Regions from separate parts of the Mus musculus genome. Here region 1 is linked to region 2. A link is a contact called in public HiChIP or PLAC-seq data. All regions are on one chromosome and are shown on one strand. Each heading gives the region's core, a stretch centred on a gene start, on an enhancer-like site or on the middle of the called end of the contact. The rest is flanking DNA. Distances are from core to core; before and after follow the strand shown. Region 1 overlaps Atxn7l1 (ataxin 7-like 1). Region 2 has its middle 7.0 kb from the start of Gm40874.

Region 1 (5,315 bases), core at 850-3,349, 300 kb before region 2:
TCAAACCTAACCTAACCTAACCTAACCTAACCTAACCTAACCTAACCTAACAAAAGGGATTCAATGGAATGATTTTACATCTTCCCTTATTCCCAAATACTGGATGCTTTAAAGTGTCTCTTCCTGTCATTATAGCTAGCTAACTGCCTCCTCATTCATCCACAGGTACCAGGCAGGGCTCCTACATGTGAGTCACACTGGTCAGCCAGGGTGTGTGTGTGTGTGTGCGTGTGTGTGGTGTGCGTGTGTGTGTGTGTGTGTGTGTGTGAGATTATTATTACTATTTCCCCTCAGGAAAAAATGAGGGTTTACCATTTCAGGGTGAAGGAAACTAGGGTGTCACTGCATAATTTACTGACCAAGGCTTTCATTGTAAAATGAGATCTTAATATTGGCTTTTATCTTTATCCCCTGATGATCTGGTAAGTTTCCTCACTCCTAAGTAAGTTTTGCTGCATAAATACATAAATAAGTTTGTATCATCTGTTTGCACATGGTACCAAGCATAAATAGGGTGCTCACCATTCATAACAACGAAAAGAATATTAGTGCACTCTCCAGAGGGAGAAGACAGTAGAACGTGGTAGGGCATTCTCTTTGCTCTCCATTTAGGGGTTCAGCCCTTTGGTGGTGTCCTTAGTCTCACACAGTCATGATTCTAAACGGCACACCGATGAACTCCAGACACCAGTACTTCACAATCCCCAACATCTCAGCGGGTGCAGGGCTTCTCAAGTTATACCCACAGCCCTTGTTTAAAGGGTCCGGGAATCTGTGTGTCAATGTGTTCTCATCGTACTGTATTGTCTTTATTTTTAATGTTTCGCCGTTTTACACAGGACCATGACTTTCTGGAGAGGCTAAGGAACTGGCCTGCAAATGTACCTGACATGTGCAAACCTCGGAGCTCCAATCCTCAGTGGATGCTTGCTTTATCCATCTTACACGCTGGCCACTGTTCCCACCCTTAACCACCCCAAGGTCAGGTCCCAGACAATAAGGGAGAGACTTTACACTAAAAGCCCACTTTGATCACTCAAACGAGTCAGTGCTAACCCAGTTCTCTTTGCCCTGCCTATTCCTTTCCATGGAAACTTCAATAATAGCTTCTGCCTTCATTTTCTCTTTCTTCTGCTCCTGCCTCCTAATGGGGCCATTGATTTCCTATACTAAGCTGCACACACAGCATGCCCCACCTCTCGGGAACTACGAATAACAAACTGTCTTGTTATGCATACGACGGCCAACTGACCTGAATCAATTCCTAAATATTCCCATTCCCAAATAACAAACAAAATGTACATCTTAGAATATCCGGGGATATCAATGCTCCAGGCCTACGGACCACCCTTCAGCAGCAGTATCTAATTACAATGCTATACCACTGAACAAGGTGCTGGGCTGGCTGAGGGCAATGATTACATAGCACGTGTGTTGGACCTCAGCCAGAAGCCAGTGTCTTCACAGGGGTCAATGACTGACGTGGCTGGCTGGGGCTACTGCCCAGAGGCCTGTGGACAACTGCCAACACCCTGCCTCACATTCCAGCAAGGGGATTTCATGGAATCCACTAGGTAGGAGTTAAAGAGCTTCAGTGGAAAGGAGGCTAGGCCTGAGGCCTTTAACCTATAGCAGGCATGGTAGTAATACAGGTGACTCAATGCCCAGGGGAGATGGGTTGGCAGGCTGCCTACCTGAACTATGGCAGACAGACATAGGCATCAGACACCCAAGTCAGAATGCCTTGGGGGATAAGTATTTGAATTCAAGCTGATTATTCTCCCCTACAGCAAGGTGCTAGCCGGGTGTCCAACAACCCTTCTGCTTGGCGAGACACGGAGGCCCTGATCATGTTGAAGGCGCCCAGTGCTTAGGGAACATCCTAGACAAGACCTCAAAGTGTCTGAGTCCAAGATGAAGTGACTGAGTCCACTTCATTCACCCCAGGCCCTCACAGTTTATCTGTAACTAATTAAGGCAAACCCTGATTAAGAACTATCAGTTTTAAGGAATTCACATGGCTTAGCTCAGCTAATCCCCACGGCTCTGTGCGGTAGCTGCTGGGAAAAGCCTTACTTTCAAGATGAGTGTGGAGAGGCCATGCAGCTCACCCAGGCCACTCATGAGTCAGCAGGGTCGCCGTAACCCAAACAGTCCCACAGTCTCCATTCTCCAGCACACCCCCTGGGCTTTGGGGCTGTGCCATAAACCCTAAACTCTGCAGTGAAATATCAGTAACAGCAGGAAGCAAGCAGCTCCTGCCACCCTAGAATCAGAATCTTAGGAGCCTGTGCTTTGCAAACTCTCCTCCTAATCCTGCTACAGGCAGAGTACATTGGTGTGGGTCAGGGCAACCCTGAGAGGAATTCCTTTCTTCTCCTCTTCTCCTCCTCCTCCTTCTCTTTCTCTTCCTCTTCCTCTCCTCCTCCTCCTCTTCCTCTTCCTCTTCTCCTCCTCCTCCTTCTCTTCCTCTTCTCTTCCTCTCCCCCTCCTCCTCTTCCTCCTTCTCTTCCTCTTCTTCTCTTCCTCTTCCCTCTCCTCCTCCTCCTCTTTATTTTTTTGAGATCCCATCTCATGCACTTTAGGCTGGCCTTGAACTCACTGGATAGCCAAAGATAAGGTTGAATTTCTGAATTCCTGGTCCTGTAGCCCATACTGCTCGAGGTTTGGAATCCTGGGTGTGTGCTGTCACACCTAGATTTGAGGTGCGAGGGATTAAATCCAAGGGCTGGAACACGGTAGGTAGATATTCTACCAATCGAGCCACATCCCTAGCTCTTCTTTCTTTTTCTTGGTTAGCCTGGAAACCCTGCTCGTCCCCTGCACAAGCTGGGAAACCCCATCTGCCCTCCTTCCTCCGGCCCCGCCCGCACAGAGGAAACTCCCCCACCCACTTGGAGAAAACTCTGAGCTAGCACATCATCACTCCTTGTCTCCCCATTTCCAGCAACCCACCCAAGAGCACCCACAAAAGGGCTCTGTTTCTGACCATGTATGGGCCCAATCCCAGCTCCTAGCTAACACGTCATCACTTCTTGCCTAAATTCTATAAAAACCCCTTGCTTTAGCCTAGATGTGTGACTTCACTGACCCCTGCCTGTGTTTTAATGTAGTCTAATCTAGCTTCTTTCTCTTTCTCTTTCTCTCTCTCTCTCTCTCTCCCCCCTCTCTCTCTCCCTCCCACCCTCCTTCCCTCTCTCCCTCTCTCCCTCTCTCCCTTTGAGATAAGGATTTACTCTGTATCTCAGGCTGGTCTAAAATTTTCTGTCACCCAGCCTGACCTCCAATTGTACTCCCAAGTGCTGGGACTACAGGTGTGAGCTGCCAAGTCTGCTTTATATATACTTCATTTCTCTCTCCCTGTGAAGTTGGGCAATGGAACCCAGGGCCTTGCCTTTGGTCACCAGGTGCTCTAACACTGAGCTACAGCCTAGCCCAGGAACAGCCAATAAGAACAGTGCAAATGTGACCTAGATATATATTTTACTATGTAGAACAATGTCTTGGGAGGCACAGCAGTGTGGTAAACTAGAACAGGCATGTCCTAAAAATCCTGGTTACAGCAGTGGTCACACCATTGTAACCCCTGGGCATGGGGCAGTGCCATTCACTCCAGTGTAAGCCCTGCAACTCTGCAGTGAAGCTCATGAGCGACTTGACCTCTTGGAACCTCATCTTCCTCACCTGGGAATGGGAGTACAGTATCTACCTTCCAGAGCCCACAGGAGCCAACCCTGTGACGTGTATGTGGCACCCAGGAAACACTCTGGAAGAAGTAGCCTCGGCCATTCTCAGAGCATCCCCACTTTTTGGAATTCCATTTCCTTTCCTGTCATGCCTTACCATAGTATGATCCTGAATTCCTTTGTCTGCCAAACCAAGAAATGAGCTTTCAAATAGAGGGAGGAGGTTCTGTGCTTGGCTGAGTGGAATGATAAGCTATATAAGCAACACCTGAAGATGTTCTGCAGACCCACTCAAGAGTCCACGCCCCCCCCCAGACAATCAAGAGCTCTACCAACAAACTGGGTGTGTGTTGGGGGCAGGGGGTAAGTGGGACACACTCATGAACCAAAGAGATTTACGTGTAAGGAACAGCTTGGTCTTCATCCGTTACCCAACAGCAGTTGGTAAAACTGTGGTTCTTGATATGCTTTTAAAAACGTTCCCTCATTGCACACCCAGGAGGTGGAGAAGGAAGAATAGTGGCAACAAATTGGCTATGAACACAGATCACACTTGTGACATATTAGTCCTTCTTGAGCCAAGTGCATCTTCCACCTCCAGCCCCATTGAAGCTGGGCTACTGCTTGCAGTGGTGGGACCATCCTGACCAGACACAGGCAGGGGAAGGGAAAACACAAGTCTAATGTGACCAATGGCCTGGATTCACTTTTCAGCGTGCACACATACACACACACACACACAGAGACGTAGACATACACATAGATAGACACACACACACAGACAAATGCACACAGATAGACACAGAGAGACACAGACACATAGATAGACATAAAGGCACACACAAACACACAGAAAGACAGATACACACAGACATACACACACACATACATACACACACATAGAGACAGACACACAGACATACATACACAGAGAGAAACAAGTACACATACATACCCAGAGACAGATACGCACAGAGAGACACACACATAGACAGACACATATACACACACAGAGAGACAGATACACAGATACAGAGAGACAGACAGACACATACACAACACACATACACACACAGATATACACAAACTCAGACAGACATAGAGAGACACACACACACATAGACACACACACACAGACACAGAGAGAGATATATATAGACAGACAGACAGACACATGCACACACACACACACACACACACACACACACACACACACATAACCTCCCCCTAAACTGAATAATAAGGGTAAAAGAATGAAAGGGACATAGGAAGAGGTAAGACTCTGGGTTCTTAGGTTCTTAGAATACACCTGAATCATCTGAAGCTAACCTTATTCTCAGATGGCACCATGAAGTCTGCTTTTCCATCGGGGGAAGGGGTGCGGGAAGAAGTGAAAGGATTTTTTTTAAGATAAAAAAATGTAATGCGAGCTTTCATTATATAAATAAAAATCCCACTGGGGCAAGCCAGTAGTTACCCTTCATCTCTGTGAGGAGAAATTTCAATAAAAGGATGTAGGTGGCGGAACGGAGGCCTGTACAGATGTCGCTTTCTCATTATTATTTTCGGCGTTTGGAGACTCCCCAAAAGACAGACTGTCTCCAATAGAGCCTGGCTGTTTTCTGATCC
Region 2 (5,196 bases), core at 345-2,844:
AGAACTGCAACACTGCACACTTCATTTGAAAGCATGTTCCAGGTCATTAGCTCAATGTTTAAGGAACTGTTTGCTGCCTTTGGGTAGTGGGATTGAGGGAAAATTCTTTTACAGTTCTCATGGACATACGCTTTTAAAAAAATTCACTGAAATATGTTGAAGTATTGATAAACATTCTCAATGAACGGTCCACTCTTATTAGTGTACAGCTGGTCTTTTGCCTTTGCGTCACTCTCATGCAATGATGAACACAACGAGGCTGACAATCCTGAACTAGACCGCTCTAGACAGCTAGAGGCTGACAATCCCCCCTGTCCCCCCCCATCCACTCCTACTATCTCTGCCGGAGAAGCAACAGCCTCTACTCTGTCCTAACCTGTCAATCATACCCTTTTTCCTCCTACATTGGTGCTTGATATTCACTGCTTTTCAAAAATGTCTCCCATAGACCCATAGCGAGTGGTACTGCTAGGAGCTGTGGGCTTGTTGGAACATGTGTGGCTTTGTTGGAGGAAGTGTATCACAGGGGGTTGAGCTAGGTTTCAGATGCTCAAGCCAGGCCCAGTGTGTCACTACCTGCCTATCTGGATGTAGAAGTCTCAGCTACCTCTCCAGCACCATGTCTGCCCATGCTTCCTGAAATGATGATAATGGACTGAACCTCTGCACTGTAAGCCAGCTCCAGTGAAATGTTTCTTTATACAAGTTGCTGTGGTCATGGCATCTCCTCACAGCGATAGAACACTAAGACAACTGGGGACGAGAAGACTTCTTTGCAAAGTATTTGCCTAAGCCAGTAAGAGAATATTACTTCAATTCCTTGAACCTACATTAAAAAGCCACCTTGGTGATATCCACTTGCAATTCCAGCACCAAGGAGATCCTCTGCTTAGCCACAAAGCCACACATAGCTGCAAGTGACTCCAAGAAGGTACCCAGTGACCATGAGCTCTACCACATCTAGCTGACGTTCTGACACTGAGCTAGGTCATGAGGTTAGTCTTAAATGGGTATCTGCAAGCCTTAAGCCCTCCCATGAAATTACAAAAGCAAGCAACATTATAAAGTGTGGGGGTCGGGAGGGGGGAAGGGAATGGAGGGGAGGGGCTTCCTCAACTCATAGATTAGTCCTATTTCCTGAACTCAAGGTCCTATTCCAGGCCACACCCACTCACCCCCATTACTTAGGACCAAATCATGGGTTACTTCTTCTCAGATACCCATGTTTTCAAAGGGAAATTCTAGCATTTGTTAAAATTTTCATTACCAGTGTTATTCCTTAGCCCTCTATCTATATTTCTTGATGGCGTTTCTTCAGCCTGGAAAACTACAGCACTACATTTAGTGAGTTGCTTCTAGGCACAGTTGGAAGAAGTCACCTGTGTTTATTCAGATGTTTATTCAGGTATGGTTCATTCAGAACATACTCTGTAGTCATCCCTTACCAGTTAGCCCCGAACTCACCCCTGTCTGGCCACACTGACATCTTTGCAGTTCCTGATTTTAAGGCGTGTCAGTTTAGTTAAGCTGAATCACACCGCCTAGAATTCCTGCTGGCTCTTGATCTCTGTTCTTTTTAGACAACAGGGTAAGGAGAGTGGAATGCAGCAATGAAACAGTTGTTAACGGGCTGTGCAGGCCACTGTAGGAAGCCGAGCACTGTAGCAGATCACGTGGGAGGAAACCGGGCGCTGCAGCAGCTCACATGGCTTGCTGCTGATCTGTGTCACTTTCTCTGTTGATGGGGACAGAGCTGCCAGATTGCCTTTACCTTCCCGGCATCCTGAGCGCGGAATGTGGCGCTCTGCAAAGGGCAGCTGTTCTCCTGTGTGACTGAGCGGAGGCACAGAGACTGAGCCAGTTCTAAGGTGTCCATCTAGGTTCTCACGGGCTCCAATTAGACTTCACAGAGTCCTGCTTTTCTCTAGTTTTTAGTTCCCCTGCTTTATATTCCCAGACTGCTGGTCCTGCTGGTCTACCAGGACTTTGGATCTGTTGCTCAAAGCAGAGGCACTCTCCCATTGGTTCCCCACTGTCTTATTTAGCGTTTCATTGTTGTGAAGAGACACCGTGGCTAAGGGAACTCTTATAAAGGAAATATTTAATTGGGGCTGCCTTACAGCTTCAGAGGTTAAGTCCATTATCATCATGGTGGAAAGCATGACAGCAGGCAGGCAGATATGGTGCTGGAAAAGGAGCTGAGTGTTCTACGCATTGATCCAAAGGCAACCGGAAGGAGACTGTCTTATGTAGGCATCGAGGAGGATGGTCTGGATCACACTGGTCAGAGTTGAGCATATATACGGGACCTTAAACTCCCGTTTCCACAGTAACACACTACCTCAAACAAGGCTATATATATATATATATATATATATATATATATATATATATATATATATATATGGCCCCGCCTGCTAATAGTCTCTCTTCCCATGGGGCAAGCATATTCAAGCCACTACATCCACCATGGTTTCAGATCTAATCTTCTAAATAAATGCCATATTCTATAACACTCATATGTCACTTCCTCCTGAATGATCTCTGATGCACATCCTCTCACCTCTGCACCTTTGTCTTGCCTTTCCCTCTGCCAAGATGCTTCCCTTTTATAAGTGCATGACCAAACACCCTTGTCTTCTCTTCAAGTGTTCACTCTTCAAAGACCGCCCAACCAAAATGTCTGAACTCCAAACCACTTGGTTCCAGACACTTTGGATAAGGGATGCTCACTCTCTTCTGGGGGTCCTGTGCAGGCACCTGTGCACAGCATCATATGCAGTGGCTATGAGTTCATGATGGCAGTGACTCTGCCATGTTCAGAAGACACTGTTTTTTTCTGGTCCTCCCTGACTTCCGGCTCTTCAAATCTTTCCACCGGCCTTCAGAGATGGTCCCTGAGCTGGGGAGAGGGGGATGCAGACGCCCCATCTGTGGCTGAGCACTGTGCTGACATTTATTCTCTGTGCTTTGATCGGTTACGAGTTTCTGCATTATCCATTGTCCACCACACAAAGAAACTTCTGTGATGAGGCCTGGGTGTTGAGCTAATCTATGGGTAGAGAGATACAAATTTAGAGCAAAGTATTGATATTATGTTTAGTAAAATAAGAGTAGCAGGTTCACCCTGGGGGTCTTTGAACTCCCCAACCCTGCATCTTTGGAGGCATGAGTTTTCTCCTGTGGATCGGTCCTTAAATCCAGCCAGAAAAGAGTTGCTTAGCTGTATAACATATTCAGCACCACTGCACCCATGGGCTATGTCGTCATGTCTGTCATTGTAGCTAGCTCACAGGGCTCACAGCTGAGTAAGACTGTTAGTGACATTTCCCTCTCAGCAGCTTACATAATGCTGCCTGGTACTATAAAAGTTTGTTAGCAGGGAGGAAGCCTTCAGATCAGCACCAATTTGATTTCTCCATATTCTACAACCAAAGTATTGGTATCTTCAGCAACAGGGGTTGACCATCAAGTTCTGTTGAGCAACCAAGAGCAATGGAAATAGTCTGCATTGTTTTGGGGTCTCCAGGATACCTCTGACCAACAAGTCAAGGATAGGTGTCCCATCCCTAGCACCAGGCTTTTGAATTGGCTCATTCGGTTTGGATGATTTCCTTTGTGGGAAGTATTTATTCTTTTGGAGTTCTTTGTAAGATGTAGAAGTCAGCATCACCAGATGTTTAGTTGGCACAAATTTTCTTCCTCTCTGTAACCTGTTTCATTGCCCTTTTGATTGTTTCCAGTGCCATGCAGAAGGTCTTAACTTTATACAATCTCCTTTGTTAGCTCTTGGGATTATTTCCTATGATGCTGCTTCCCAAATGTCCTGAGCTGGGCGTGGTGGTGCACGACTTTAATCCCAGCACTCGGGAGGCAGAGGCAGTCGGATTTCTGAATTCAAGGCCAGCCTGGTTTACAAAGTGAGTTCCAGGACAGCCAGGGCTCTACAGAGAAACCCTGTCTCGAAGAAGAACAACAGAAGAACAACAACAACACAAAAGTCCTTCCCTCTGCATAGATCTTGAATTGCTTTACCTGTGTTTTCTTCTGGCAGTTATAGCATTTCTAGTCTTATACTAAGATCAATGATCCATTTGGAACTGATTTCTGTGCAAGGTAGTAGATGCAGATTTAGTTCCATTCAGTTTTCCCAACACGATATGTTAGAGGCCTTTCTCCAAATTATGTTTTTACGTATTTTACATGTTTGTAAAAATATTTAGTAGTTGTTACTGAGTGGGTTTATGTCTGGGTCCTCCATTCAATTCCACTGGTGTACATGTCTGTTTTTCTGCAAGTACTATACTGGTTTGTTACTACAGCTCTGCAGTATAATTTAAGATCAGGTATTGTGACTATGGGATTTCTTTGTCTATTTAGAATCTTTTGTATTCCCATACAAATTGTGGGGTCCCTCCCCATTTTTTGTGAAGTGCTTCATTGGAATTTTCAGGGGGAATTGCATTAAATCTTCAGATTGCATTAGACAATATAGCCATTTTCACAGAATTAAGTTTGCCTGGCCAGAACATGGAAGGTCATTTCATCTTTGACTGTTTTAAGATTCTTCAGTGTCATAACCTTTTCATTGTAGAGATGTTTTACTTCCTTGGTTAGGTTTACTGTAAGATAAAGAAGTTAGTATGAATGATTTTTTCTTAATCTATTTCTCAGCAAGTTCATTATTGGTATATAGAAAAGCTACTGATTTTTATGTCTTGCTTACTTTCATGAAGGTGTCTAAGAGTTTTCTTATGGAACTTTTAGGGTCTTTAAAGTATAGGATTATGTCTGCAAATAGGGAAGATTTGATTTCTTTTTTTCTTATTTATATCTCTTTTATTTCTTTCTCTTATAACTCTAGATAATACTTCAGTAATTAGGAATGTGTGCCTTATTCCTGCACAGAGGACGTGCTTTCAGTTTTCTCCTCTTTAGTGTAATATCAGCTATGGCTTTGTCTATACATGCTTATAACTTTGAGATATAATCTTTCTATTCCTTCCTGGTTTGTCCAGGCTTCTCTTAAATGTCAGTAAGATCTTTCCTGAAACTACTGAGATGATCATGTGATTTCTGTCCTCGAGTCTATTTCTGTGTTGTATTACACTTTTTGATTTACATATTCTGAGCCATCTGTGCTTCTCTGGAATGAAAACTACTTGGCTGTGGCATGATTTTCTTGATGCCTTCTTG

What was found. HiChIP or PLAC-seq counts read pairs in DNA pulled down with a chosen protein or histone mark.
Region 1: an H3K27ac HiChIP or PLAC-seq map of embryonic fibroblasts shows a contact between it and region 2, with 3 times the contacts expected there. The contact joins two enhancer-like sites. A contact is called at or near these places in 5 of 115 datasets of contacts at active chromatin or transcription factors (embryonic fibroblasts, embryonic stem cells and stem cell-derived neural progenitor cells).

Annotation. Positions count from the first base shown.
Region 1 is chr12:33,282,310-33,287,624 of GRCm38.p6, reverse strand. The region is part of intron 3 of Atxn7l1 (ataxin 7-like 1); the gene reads right to left. Among named protein-coding and RNA genes, the nearest start is that of Gm38649, 27 kb to the right of the region's middle. Within about 2 kb of position 2,099, at least 85 of the 459 cell types and tissues checked have an H3K27ac peak or open chromatin away from gene starts, as enhancers often do. A contact at or near this core is called in embryonic fibroblasts, where this site is marked.
Region 2 is chr12:32,986,414-32,991,609 of GRCm38.p6, reverse strand. No RefSeq gene overlaps it. Among named protein-coding and RNA genes, the nearest start is that of Gm40874, 7.0 kb to the left of the region's middle. Within about 2 kb of position 1,594, at least 33 of the 459 cell types and tissues checked have an H3K27ac peak or open chromatin away from gene starts, as enhancers often do. A contact at or near this core is called in embryonic fibroblasts, where this site is marked.